Regions from separate parts of the Zea mays genome. Here region 2 is linked to region 1. A link is a contact called in public Hi-C data. All regions are on one chromosome and are shown on one strand. Each heading gives the region's core, a stretch centred on a gene start, on an enhancer-like site or on the middle of the called end of the contact. The rest is flanking DNA. Distances are from core to core; before and after follow the strand shown. Region 1 holds the start of LOC100192672 (transmembrane 9 superfamily protein member 3). Region 2 has its middle 43 kb from the start of LOC103648929.

Region 1 (7,133 bases), core at 3,339-5,838:
CTTGAGCTGGGATTATGGATTGTCCTGACATGCCTAGGGTGGAGTCTTCCTTCGAAGCCTCTGGTCATCTCAGAGTATCTGTAAGCTTCTTTCCGTCTTTGCCGAAAGTCATTGTCGGCTCTGATGTACTCGTCCATCTTCTGTAGAAGCTTCTCCAGGGTTTGTGGGGGCTTCCTGGCGAAGTACTGTGCTGTTGGTCTTGGTCAAACTCCCTTGATCATGGCTTCAATAAAAATCTCATTTGGCACCGTTGGCGCCTGAGCTCTGAGACGCAGAAACCTTCGGATGTATGCGTGCAAGTATTCCTCGTGGTCCTGTGTGCATTGGAATAGAGCTTGAGCAGTCACTGACTTTGTCTAGAAACCTTGGAAGCTAGTGAGTAGCATATCCTTCAGCTTCTGCCATGACGTGATTGTTCCTTGCCGAAGAGAAGAATACCACGTTTGAGCCACACTCCTGACTGCCATGCCGAAGGACTTCGCCATGATGGCAGTGTTGCCACCATATGATGATATGGTTGCTTCGTAGCTCATGAGGAACTGCTTCGGGTCGGGATACGCATCATACATGGGGAGTTGTGGCGTTTTGTACGAAGATGGCCATGGGGTAGCTTGCAACTCTGTTGCTAGGGGAGAAGCAACATCAAAAGCAAAGTTACCATGATTAAAATCGTCATACCATACATCATCGTAGCTTGGGCTTTCCTAGAGAAGCTCTCTCTGTTGTGTCCTTTGTCCTTGCTCGTTGTCTTGTGTGATATGGCGCATCTCATCGACAGCTTCATCAATATTCTTCTGGAGTTCAGCTAGCCGAAGCATTTTCTCCCTTCTTCTTTCCACTTGGTGGTGGGTGGCCTCTAGATCTCTAATCTCTTGATCTAGCTCCTCTTCCTGTGGTGTTGGGCTAATGGCCTTCCTTTTCTGGTTTCAGGCTTCTCTCAGAGGGAGCCCTTCTTAGTTGATGACCAGCGGTGCAAGAGCAGCCCTTGGCGCTATTGCCTTCTTCGGTGGCATGACAAAGGTGGTTGGTCGAGCTCCTAGTGTCGAAGGTGGTCGTTTGAGTTCACTGGAGGTGGGCGCCAATGTTGGTCACTTGTTCTCAAATGTTGTGAATCAAGAACAAGACAACACAATTGTTAAAGATTAAGGACCTTCGTCATTCGAAGCATTATCTCCTTTTGGATATAACAATCTTCAGACGAAGGTCATGAAGGACATACCTTCATCATTCATGACATGAGAATAATAGCTCATAGAGGCAATATATGTTATTCATTCATCTATATCTTTATTTCATGATATATATATACATATGAACATTAACATAATTTATATTACATTGATACCTTCGGCTTGTTTAAAGGTCTTGACACAAGAGCAATTACAAACCAACATGAATAGTATGAGGTTACTGTTCATCTATTTATAGGCAACCACAATGGTTCGTACGCTATTACATTTATGCCCTTAATGATTACATACAGAGTTTACAAAATATCACAAGGGTAACATCGCCATTTGTATTTAATAACTTGAGCAACACCTTCTCCTTGCATTGTCTTATTGCTTCGTCGTGACGAAACCTGCTTGATGAAGCGTGCTTCATTGTACTTCCCTTTCATTATGCCGAAACCACGTCGTCCACCCGTTTGACCATGATGAAACTTGTTAGATGAAGTTTGCTTCGCTCCTCTTGTGTTATTCTGAAGCTTTTCTGATGATGAAGCTCCTGTAATATTTAGTAATATGTTGCAAGCAAATGGTTAGTGATGTTTTTGAGGACCTTCAGAAGAGGAAGACCCCCAATAATCACTTGTGCTTATGCTCATAGCAAGAGATGTTAGATCATAGTAATGTGTTGAGCATTTAATCACCAAAATAAATAGAAATGGCCCAAGGGCACATTTTCCTTTCACCTTGCCCTTGTTGGGATGTGGTGGGGGAGGTGGTTCCCGTCCATCACCTCCACCGATCGGACCCAAATTCTTGGTCCGAGCCATCTAATTAAGCACTGAGACTAAATCTAAGTCTGATCACTATCAACTGACATTGCCAAGAGCTGTCCCTAAGCACTACCAACTGGCACGCTTCACGATACATAGGAAAGGTGACTGACTAGAGATGAGAAGTACCTTAGGGAACAAAGCAAATAAGATAAGAAATAGAAATGGCTTGCTACCTGAGGAGTGTCACTCGATGATCAAGCACAGAGAAGAATTTCGCTTGAGTCGGGCATGTCGTTACACTGAAATGAAAGAAGAGGTGAGCAGGTGTCAATCACACAATCATAGTGATATGAAATGGGAAACTCAACACATATTCACGAGAGATTTGGTAAAGTGACAATGTAGGGTATGAGTGTGCCAAGGATAAAGGTATGAAACACTTTAAAATGAATATTATTAAGGGATGTGGCCCAAGGTAAAGATTTTAATATGGTCTGGTGACAATTGAGTGAAATTTGAAAGTGGACACAAGGGATGTGGCACAAGGTATTAATTGAAATGAGTAATGATACAGGTGTTTGATATGAACCTGAGTTGATTTTTGAAATTGGAATCCATGATATAATCAACTTGACTCATGTTATGCGAGTTAAGTGTAAATAAGACCCTATAGAGAGTGGAGGTGACAAGAGATATCCAATAGGTCGGGTTTTGGCTTTGAAAACTGTTTAGAACAATTAATCGACCACCTTGTGTGCGTAAGATACAACAATGATGGAAAGTTTCTAGAAGTGAGGGAAAAACCCCGTAGGACATAGACCAGCAAGGAGAGAAGATTCACAGAACACATGCACACACAGGCAACCACAAAAGAGCTGGAAGATTTGACAAATTTCAAAGCTACACGAGGTGGAGATCTTGGCGTAGATTACATGTAGGGGAGCCCTTGCACTCTACCGTGTTTGCGCTATTGGAGCGAAGGATGGCCACTATAGGGGCTCTTCAGCTCAAAGGCTACCCGGAGGGCTGTCACATCCGATCCACCGACATCTTACCCTTCAAATTAGTAGATCCCACAAGAGCATGCGAAGACCCTAGACCTTGAGACTGGTTGCAGCTAAGGCGCTAGAACTTCACTCCCCAGGTCAAATTCTTTGAGGGAGTGGATGGGAGCAAGACCCACAAGATAAGACTGGGTCCACCTGCTAGGCCCTCGGACCCTCTATTCAGGCCCCCTAGTGGGGTAGACGATTTGGTGTAATTAGGTGCGCACTAATACTATACTGTAATTACCCTATTGCACATCGTATCCTATGAATGCAGTAGGTAACCATGGGTGTTGGTTACCTGCTTTGATTCCTAAAGGGGACCAAACATGACAACACAACTAAAAATAAAAGACCTTCGTGGCTTCGTTCATTCGATCTATTTAATGGGTAGATTAGAGGAGGAAGATTATTATAATTGTAGACCTTCGAACAATAGAATAAAAGTGCTTAAGGGAGATCATTACTGGTGTACTTCCTCTATTATTCTTTCTTGATTATAAATGGTTACATGCGTACCTTCAAAGAGTTGAGACAGTGATACAAAAGGTAAGGAAATAATATAGCTTCGGAGGCGGATCACTCTCATTTTCCCCTCTGACCGCCTCTCTCTCTGCATGACACTGTACCTCTATTTTTAGTGATGAGTCGGAGTACATTTTGTATAAAATTACAAATATGTCCTCAGTTACTATACATATAAACTACAAGATTTTCTAAGGGCACCATCGTCTTCCTTCCTTCATAGCAACGCTTATCAAGCTTCCGGGTTCTTCCTTCGCCTTAGGCCGTTCATCACTTCGCGCCCAGACCATGAAGCCAAACCCTTAGCTTCGCCTTCGCATGTGTTGTCGAGACAAAGGTGGTCTTCACTATTCCATCGGAACACCTGAAATGGATTTAGAGGTGATTCTCAACTTAATATTTCGAGGACCTTCGGCAAGAGAAGGCCTCCAACAAGGAGTACAATAGTATTTAGACCTGTGTCCTCCTGATTACCCTATAAATACTTTGTGTGGACATGCTTGACAAGATGTTCCAGTTCTCATGTCTACCGTTTTGTCATGCATTGTGTTCTCACCTGCTTGAGCCCATGTGTCAGGTCCCAACATGCTCCTTTGGAACGCATGATTCTCAAAACACAGGAATAGGAAAAACACATGATTAGAACGCACATATCACTAGAATTATACATGAATTTATAATACAAAAAGTCACAAAATATGTGTTTGGATCATACACACAAAATAGGAATACAAGACATAAAAGAAATAAAACATGAGGGGATCTCATGCTTATTTTCCACCAAAATTGCTATAAAGGATATCATTTCATAGGAATTTTAAAGGATTCAATCCTTTGTTGCAATGCTCTCATAGGAAAACTTTTCATAAAAATTGAATCCTATAAATTTCCTTTATTTTTTCTCCATTCTAACGACTAACGTACCTTCAGCACACAGGAAGAATGTTTACACGATTTTGTCATGATTTTTCTCACGTTTGCCCCGTTATGGCTCCGTTCTCGTAAATAACAATAACATTCTCGCATATACAGTACAATATTTCACAAGGTTTCTGCCCAAAATTACGGCCCCTCTCTTTCTCTCTCTGACTACCTCCGTATGAGGCAGCTTGTGCTCGTTCGAGACTGAGACACCCCAACACGCCTCCCTCAGCGCAGATCTCGCCGCCGCCGAGATGCTCCGCCGCGGCGTGCTTCTTCTCGCGGCCATCCTCATCGCCGTCGCACACTCGCCCCTCGCGTACGCCTCGGAGGCCGAGCACAAGGTGCCCCTTCATCCCAACCCTAGATCTGAACACTCCCTTGGCTGGATCCGTTGAAGCGTCGCGCCGGATCTGGGTGCCGAGCGCCGCTGGCCCACTGCGTGCTCAGTACGACGGGGTGACTTTGCTCTGTAGCTCTGTGGCGCGAAATTCTGGGCGCAACAGATTTGGAGTCATGAGCGAGATACGGTTTCGGGGTTGTTTTGGGAACTGGTTGCTTTGATCCTGGCTGCTCGGGGGCCGCATTCAGACAAAATTTTGTTCCTTTTTGTTTGCATGCAACTTTTGGATAGTGTTAACATTCTCGTGGACAAACAGCTGGTTCTAGTTGCGTCAAATGTAGGCCTCGTGTAAATTTTAATGTATATATATAGGTGACATCTCTTTGCTTACAATTGCATGCATTTTTTGGTTTTTCATTCACATTATCAGGTGGTGCGTGCAGTGGCGGACCTAGGTTTTTTATATAGGGTGTGCCGTACAAAAAAATATATACAATTATATATGTTTCTCTCTTGGACTTCAAAAGAATCAACACAGCAAGTGGCGCGCGCCATGAAAGCTGTCGGGCATGCTGCAGCAGGGCAGCATTGGGCGGGCGCGCAGCAGCTGGTCAGCGCTGGGGCTAGGCGCGCGGCGTCCTGGCGGCGCTAGGGCTGGGCACAACGTCCTGACGGCCGGCGGCTAGAGATGAGAATGCTGGTCGCGCTCGGGCTCGTTAGTGTGAAGGCTGAAGCGGGTCTTGGTGGGCCGGCTCCGGCTTAGGATGTGCCGCGGCCCACCTGGACCCCTCTGTGGGTCCGCCCCTGGGTGCGTGTCATGTTTAGGAAAGGTGAAAATGCATGCGGATCATCGCGGGCTTACAGTTGGTATGCTGCACTTTAATATGGTATTTATCGTGGGGATTTCAGATAAGCGCTCCCATAGGGAGATTACTAGTCGAACATGATGTGGTGGCATTTGACTTGATAGTTCAAAGGCGAATACATCTCCATTCTTCATTTTATTTTGTTACATTTCTGGACTGGAATACTCACAGTTGGCTAAGAAGTGATGAGCTTTAGCGCAGTGGCAGGTCCTTGCGGCAGCATCCTGGGGGGTGGCAGTTCTATTTTGGACATTATTTTAGTTTGATGCTGAGTGTAACTGCATTTAGACCTTTCAGAGTAATTACTTTTGGGTAGTCTTCTGTAATGCGAGTGTTACTTTGTGATGTAAAAAAAAATTCGACCTGTAGCGGTAAGATCGCCCCCATGACATTATGTTAAGAAGAAAACCTTCTCACGTAGGTTGAGAAAACCCCCGAACCCCTGCCCCACCCATACACAGCGGCACCGTAGCCCATATGGGAATGACCGGGGCTGGGCCTTAAACCTGTGCTTTGGTGTGGGACAAACGAGGTTTTTTTTTACCACAGCCTGAAAATTTGCTCCCATGGGGAATCGAACCTAGGACCTGAGGAGTGCTACTCAGACCCTTTCGCTTACTCTATGATGTAAAGTCAGGCCTTTATGTCTTTAGACAAACTTGTGGTTGGTAAGGTAAAACGATATGTGGATTATGGAAGTCCTAGTTTGACTTCTTAGTGCTTACCCTTTTATTTCTGGCTAGAAGGCTGCTCTGTTTTGAGTCCATGAAATACATACATTTCTGATGATTAGTGGTTAGAAGATTGAATCCTTGGATTTAAGAAATGTCTGAGTTTTTCACCCTGATATGGTTGGGGCTGTTTCAAATTAAACATTTAGTGGTCATGATCACCATGCTTCTATATCTTTCACTGTTACCCTTGATGCTACAATATTCAGAAAACTTGTTTCCTACAACCAGAACCAGTTTAAATTTTGCTGTCTTTTCAGAATTTACCTGCACTGAATTTAACTATGACGATAATGCCTTTACCTACTAAATCATTGCAGCTTATAATATTTTTCTTATGTGCAGTATAAAACAGAAGAACCTGTTAAGCTATGGGTAAACAAGGTTGGGCCTTACAATAACCCTCAAGAAACTTACAACTATTACAGTCTCCCGTTTTGTCAACCATCTGAAAACCCTGCACATAAATGGGGTGGTCTCGGAGAGGTCCTTGGTGGAAATGAGCTGATTGATAGTCAGATCGATATAAAGTTCATAAGTATGCTTGCCTTATCTTGACATCCTCCTGAAGTTTGTTTTTTCTTGGACTGTGTATTGATGCATGTTTGTTTCTGTGACTGAATTGATTTATTTTGTTGGCTTTTCATTTTATTGTTTCTTTTGTTTTAGAAAATGTGGACAAGGGGGCCATTTGCACAATTGAACTTGATGTTCAAAAGGTTCAGCAATTTGCTAATGCCATTGAAAACTCATATT
Region 2 (6,816 bases), core at 3,909-6,408, 300 kb before region 1:
CTATTACAGTGATCTTCGTCTTCAGGATGGAAGTCTTTTCTTCATGATGAAGGCATATGAAATGAAGATATGATCTAAGGATGAAAAGAATAAATGTCGAAGCTATCGCTAGAGTGACAACTTTGGCTTGTAATGGTGATGAAGTATGATGATGATGCTGACCGAAGGAGAAAAATATTACTTAATTAGTCCTTAATGACTTATATTACGATCATAAGTGAATATCAGGGACATAATGTACTTTTACCCGGGCTGTGTCTCGTGCCTATAAATAGATGAACAGTAGCACCATACTGTTCACACTGATTTGTAATCTCTCTCTCGCATCAAGACCTTGGAACAAGCCGAAGGTATCAATGTAATATAAATCTTGTTGATATTCATACATGTTTTATGGAATGCAAATACGAATGAATCAATGAGTTATACTTGATGTTTTCATCTCTTTGCATTCTTGTTTATATATAAGATGATGAAGGCATGTCCTTCATGACCTTCGTCTAATGATCATTATGTCCATGAGGAGATAATGCTTCGGAAGACGAAGGTCCTTAATACCTAACAATTGTGTTGACTTGTTCTTGATTCATAGCATTGGAGAACAAGTGACCAACAGCAACCGCCAGTGCAAATAGCATTTCCACTGGCGATTCTTTTAACGAACCGCAAGTGGAAATAACTTTCTACTGTCGGTTGTCTTAATAAACCTCATTTGAGAAAATAGATTAGAAACCTAACTACTCTTCTCTCCGACACATGGTGAAAGCCTACTTCCAAAATGTGGCAAAAATTGAGCAAAAATGAACAAAAATTGGCAAGCGAAACATAATTAAACCAAACTTTCCTAGCAACTAATTAAAAAATCTTAATTACCAATCGTATCTTCCTCTCTCTCCAAACAAACACATGCACCATTCATTAAACAACTAAATATATGTTGGATAAACTAAATTGAGAACTAAACATGAAAAGGGAGAGAGGAGAGACAACATCTAACCATCTTAAGCAACCTCATTTGAGGAAATAGAGAAAATAACCTAGCTACTTTCTCTCTAACACATGGCGAAACCCTAGATCCAAAATGTGACTAAAATTGAGGAAGAATGAACAAAATTTGGCAAGAGAAACATAAACCAATCTTTCTTAGCAGCCTTAATCCAAAAAATAAAGATTAACATCTCTCCCCTTGTATTTTGCGAAACCTGGAAGAAAATCGCGGCAATTGCAGGTGGCTGCGAGAAACAATGGAGTATCGGGGAGAAGTGATACTTATACCAAAAACATCATTGGTGGTTCATTTTATTAACCGGATGTGAAAAATGTTTTCACTAGCGGTTCAATTAATAAAACCACCAGTGAAAATCATCCATTTCCATTGGTCGTTTAGTCACTTGAACCGCCAATGAAAATAGACGATTTTAACTAGCAGTTTAATTAAGCAAACCGCCAGTGAAAACTTGTTTCCACTGGCGGCTCTGGTACCGGGGCCACCTATATACCTTCTCTGACGCGCGATAACCAAAACCACCTATAAAATTAGATCCACCGCAGTCTTAGAGCTCTTTTCAACTAGCGGTGAAGGGATGATGGATGATTCAAATAATATTGTCCATTAGATTTGAGTGGGTAAGTGAGAGGGGGTTATCCAACGATCTAATCCATTGGTTTTGAAGGTGTGTTATGTCTGGGTGCAATTTGTTTGGTGGATTTAGAGGATGTTATGAGTGTGGAAATGATTTGGTTGGGTGGGTTTTGCCAAGTTTAATCTAGTGGATTATATAGTGGTATAGATAATCCTAGTCATCGAATGTAACACCCCTGATGTTACGAGAACTAAAAATTTGTCATGTCATCATATGCACTCACATTAACTTGCTTGATACACTTAGAATGCATTCACTAGGATCCAAAATAATTTAAGTATGATGTTGTGATTAGTGAAGGACCTGGTTTTGAAAATCTCAGTTTAGAGCTCCAAAAGTGGAACTTGTGATTTGGCAATAATTTGCCAAAAGATCAAATTACCGAAGTTATAGAGTTCTCCAACCCAAACAACTTTCAGGTATAGAGATTTACATGTTTTATAGGAAGAAGTGGAGAAAACTCAAAAATAAACTTTTTAGACCTAAGGTTGGATGGCTGGAAACATTATCAAGTAGATGTCTTTGAATCTTCATACATTTTGATATATAGGCAATTTGAAGATGGTCACAGTAGCAAAGCTGTAGAGCTACACTAGATGTGTAATTTTGTTTAAGCTACTTAACCCTAAATTCATATGGAACGAGGTGGAAAACTGGTCCAAAGTGGGAATGTCAGAATCTGAATTTCAGAGTGCAATATCTGAGACTAAAGATTTTATATGCTGAAGCAACTTTGGAAGCCTGTTGGTGGCTGATCCATACAGCTATGGATTATAGTTTATGTACCAAAGTGGAAGACCACATGATGGGGTATAAGTTTGGTTAAGGTTCATACCCCTGAAACTATTTGGAACTGGTAGAAACAGTGGTCCAAAAACATAGTGTTTACTTTTGGATTTTCAGACTTGGTGAAAAACCAAAGTCTGAATTTGTGTGTTTAATGCCAACTTTGGGCTTTGATGGTTTGGAATTCATATGGTTCTAGCTAAGGGTCATTGTACCAAACTTGTGTAGCAACATGTGGAGCACCAATTTGATTAAGCAACTTGGCCTCAGAAGCATTTGGAACTTGGAGAAAAGGGTGAGGTTGTGTCGTTTCGAAGAGAGCAAGAGAAGTTCAAAGACCTTGTTTAAAATCTAGTACAAACAAGCAACTTTTAAACCAATGGAAATTTGGACATGAGCTCTATACACCATATATCAAAGTTGTGGAGCTTGGAAAAGTGAACAATTTTCATATTTGGGGCTCTCTAAGTAATGTGGGAGAATTTGAAGTAATTTGCAAAAGTTCATATTTGGGGTCAGTTGGAATCAGCACAAAACAGTTTTGTTTATCTGTTTTTGGATCCCTGTAACTTTTAATCCATGAGTATTTTGGAAACAGTTGCTATAACAAACCTGTAGAGTAACTATAGGAGATCAATGTTTATGAAATGTAGCAGCCCTAAAACCATATGCAACTAGGAGAAAAAGGTGTTCAAAGTGGGACTGTGAGACTTCTGGATTTTCAGACTTTGAATAGTTGCCTAAGTCTGAAATAAGTGTTTTTAGTGCCATTTTGGGGCTGTGTGTTGCCTGATCTAGGCAGTTTTGGACCATGGTTTCTATGGGAGAGTTGAAGAGAATATGTCAGTGAACAAATTTTGATGTGTGAGTTATGCTTGATCTGACCCAAAACATGGAGTAAAAGTTACTCAAAAGTAGGCTGTCAGTTTACATGGACTGAACTTTTGTTCAGTTAACAGACAACTGAATTTCAGCGATTGGTGCCCTGTTTAGAGCACTTGTGTGGCCATTCCATTAGGTTTTAAACTATAAATTATATAGAAACGTTGGAGATCATAAGTTAGTGAACAAGTTTCCTTAAATAAGTTTGATTTGGTGCTGCACCAAATTTGGAGTAAATTGTGCCCAAACTCTCTCTGTCTGGTGTTGATTTCAGTTTTTGTTTCAGCTAGCTGAATCTGAATTCTTATATTTTCACCCCATTTTGGAGCACCATAACTTTTGATCCATGAATCTTTGACCTAAGGCTGCTGCAGCAAACATTTAAATCTATGTGTTGGGAACAATCTTTGTTAACTAAGATTGGCATGTATTTCTTGCATTAGTGAGGATCAAAGCGGTTAAAGGTAGGGGTTCAGTTGATTAGTGCTGAATTCAGTTTTAAGTAACTGAAAACTGGGTTCAGTTTTTGGGAGCAAAAAAAAAGCTTTCCACGCTGCAGCTTTGTTTCCCTTGTCTATGATTTGAAGCTGTGATTTAAAATGCAAAAGGCTAGTAGTTGAAAGGGGATTTCAAGTCAATCCATTAGCTGGGCGTGTTGTGGTGTGAATTTGTTTTAGTTGGACAGGAGGGAGGGGAAGCGGCGTGCTCAAACTGCACATCGGCATGAGCTTGCTTGCTTGTCCTGTGTGCTCAGCATAGAGGATAGATATGAGGCTTCAAATATCTGAGTATTGAGAGGAAACTTTGGGGCTCTGAAACTTTTGACATGTGTGTTTTAGCAAGACGGTAGACTTTGCTTTGTGAGAATATTTGGTTAGCCTTGGTCGATTTGTTGCTGTTGGAAATAGAGAGATAAAGGGGTAAACAGAAGGGGTTCAGGTGGACACTGGAGTGTTGGACTCAAATGAATTCAGTGTTGGTTTCTAACTCTGAAAAGATCTTTGTATCCCTGCTGTGCTCCACTGGTTTGTCAAGACTGAGTTATGGATGAGTATTACAGAGAGTGGCTGTGGAGCTTCTAGTGTCTGATGGGTTTCACTAATGAAAATATCTGCACATGGGTGGAATTCAGAGTTATCCGATAAAATCCTTACCCATTGCCGGACCTGGTTCACTGCCCCGCTGTCCCTTTGAACCAGCGTGGTGATGGGTGAGTAAAGCCACGTAGCCAAGCTCATGCAACCATTGACACCTCAGGGCCCTTGTCTTGCGTGGTCTGATCATGCTCGACCGGCGTCTGTTTGCCTGCTCCATATTGCCACAATCTTGGTTCAGTAAAGCCCTACCTCTATCCCCGGGTCTAACCCAGCTCACCGTGTGTTGTTGTGTTTCATGTTCCCACGTCTACGTTAATCCTCCCATGTCACCCCAGTTGTTTGCCCAGGTCTATCGCGCGCCGTCTTCCTGTAGCCTGTGACCACACCGTCCAGTTTCCCCACCCTGCCGTGGCCAGGGCTTTCCGGGGGGTTGTTTGTTTGTTGTGTGCATGTTCCATCATCCCCTTGGGTCAGTGAAACTCTCCGAGCTTCCCTTTCCATCTCTGCCGCAATAATTCCTCGGGAACATCGTGGCGTCGTCGGTGATTACCGCTTGGGGCAACCTCGTCGTGGCCGGCCTTGTTGGGAACTGGTTGCGTGCACGCTACGGATCAATCCACTTCGGGGTGAGCCACTGGTGCTTTCCCTCTTCTTGTTTCGAGCTCTATCATGCTGTTGGACAGTGTGTTGCTGCCGGAGTTTGACGCCACCGCCGGTGCGTGCGAAGGAGGACGCGGGCGCGTGCGTGGTAGAGCTTTGGGCTTCCTGGCGCTAGTTTTCTCTGGTGCTGGGCCAATTGGGCCAGTTCCGGCCCAAGCTTTGTGTATTGTTTTTCTTTGTTATATGCCTGATGCCTTGTTTATTATGCCAGAAATCGAAGAAAATTGCAAAAATGATAGGACAAATTTTGTTAGGTGTATAAAATCAAACACTCTCTGGTAGAAACATTCTTGGAATTTTTGTAGAAAATATATATTTTTAGAGGAATAAAAGGTGCCGTAAAATGCTTATCTGAAATTTTAGTAACAATAATACAGCACTAAAAAGTTATGAGAAAAATTATGTAAGCTTATGTTGAGCATATGAACCTTTGGTAAAAATTTGGAGCTGTTAGGACAAGATTTGCTTAGCAAATTAATTATTGCTCAATAAAGGAAAAGAGTTTTACCCCTGGGTAATTAAGGCACCTGATGTCTTAGTAAAGAATGAAATTGTTTAGCAAGTTTTGGATGGTTAGATGAGTTCTAAGGATAAGTAGCTACCTGGTAGTTATGGCTTGTGATGATAGCTTGCATGTTAAGTCTAGGAGTAATATGTGTTGTCTCCTTTGCAAGTTGCATATTTCTAGTTTAAGCAAGCATTCATATTCATATCATTTCATGTAGAACACCAAGAACGAGAATTGGTCCTTGTGAAGAAGGAACCTACTCCAGTGCTATTGATCCAGGGATGGGCCATCTAACTGATCATCGTGTTAGAAGTATCTAGAACCTCTTCTCTGCAACAAAGGCAAGCCTCGGTGCATTTGCCCCTTCCTTGTGTTTTAAATGTTTTATCACCTTAAATGATGCATTAGGTGATAGGAGTTGTGTGATGAACAATTGATGCATTACCATTCCTTGGAATTTGAATACTATACCTTGATCCCTGATTTATAAAAAGAACTGATAATGCTTAACCCTGCTTAGAAACTGAAAAATCCTTTGTTTTCAAAAACAATGGTGTGGAACATTGGTTATGGGCTTTTTGATTCAAAAACCAAAACAAACTAAGGTGATGAATCCTCTATGGCTGGAGTGGACTCGGCACTCGAAAAGAGTATCCCTGCCGGGTACCAAAAATGGGAAAAGGGTTTGAATAAATCTAGACCAGACGTTGAGCAGACAAGGTCGCCCGTCTGTGTCGGTTAAGGATCGTACCGTTGACTGGCCTGTTGTGGTTGAGACTTTGCAAATAGCAACATACCCTGGTATGGGATAGGGTAAGCTTGAACTCGGCTATTCCATACGTGAAGAGACAATCGCGCACTAGGAGTAGAGAGATGGTGGGAGTAGCATGTACCCTCCTGGCATAGTAGCACGCCTGGTAGGGTAATGTGCTCTCGGTTGGCGCGGACCTGTTCATGTAGTGGAGGACACCGTGAGAACGGTTGACATATGCAAGGGTTAAGTGGTACATATGCCGTGTGGTTAGAGATCCGTAGCTGGGTATAATCGGTTTGAATCGTCGTTGCTCCTTGGTTATGGAGACTCATCCCGGAGACCATCCTCGTAGTTAGCAAGTGAAATATGAGAATGAATAAAATGCAACTAGTATAGGCCAAGTGCTTGAACTAGACCAGGCAAATATAGATTCAGGTAATAACCTAACTAGTGAAATAAAACTTGGCTTAAGGATCAACTGGTAGC

What was found. A called contact is a pair of places that touch in the nucleus more often than the background predicts.
Region 2: a Hi-C map of leaf shows a contact between it and region 1, with 5 times the contacts expected there. The contact joins the enhancer-like site here to the promoter of LOC100192672 in region 1. A contact is called at or near these places in 2 of 25 Hi-C or Micro-C datasets (leaf and tassel).

The regions. Positions count from the first base shown.
Region 1 is chr2:135,057,404-135,064,536 of Zm-B73-REFERENCE-NAM-5.0, reverse strand. It overlaps LOC100192672 (transmembrane 9 superfamily protein member 3), which reads left to right and starts at 4,588. Exons shown (of 12, transcript NM_001137880.2): 1 at 4,588-4,781; 2 at 6,723-6,915; 3 at 7,047-7,133. The coding sequence starts at 4,692.
Region 2 is chr2:135,359,838-135,366,653 of Zm-B73-REFERENCE-NAM-5.0, reverse strand. No RefSeq gene overlaps it. Among protein-coding and RNA genes, the nearest start is that of LOC103648929, 43 kb to the left of the region's middle. Within about 2 kb of position 5,158, at least 7 of the 20 cell types and tissues checked have an H3K27ac peak or open chromatin away from gene starts, as enhancers often do. A contact at or near this core is called in leaf, where this site is marked.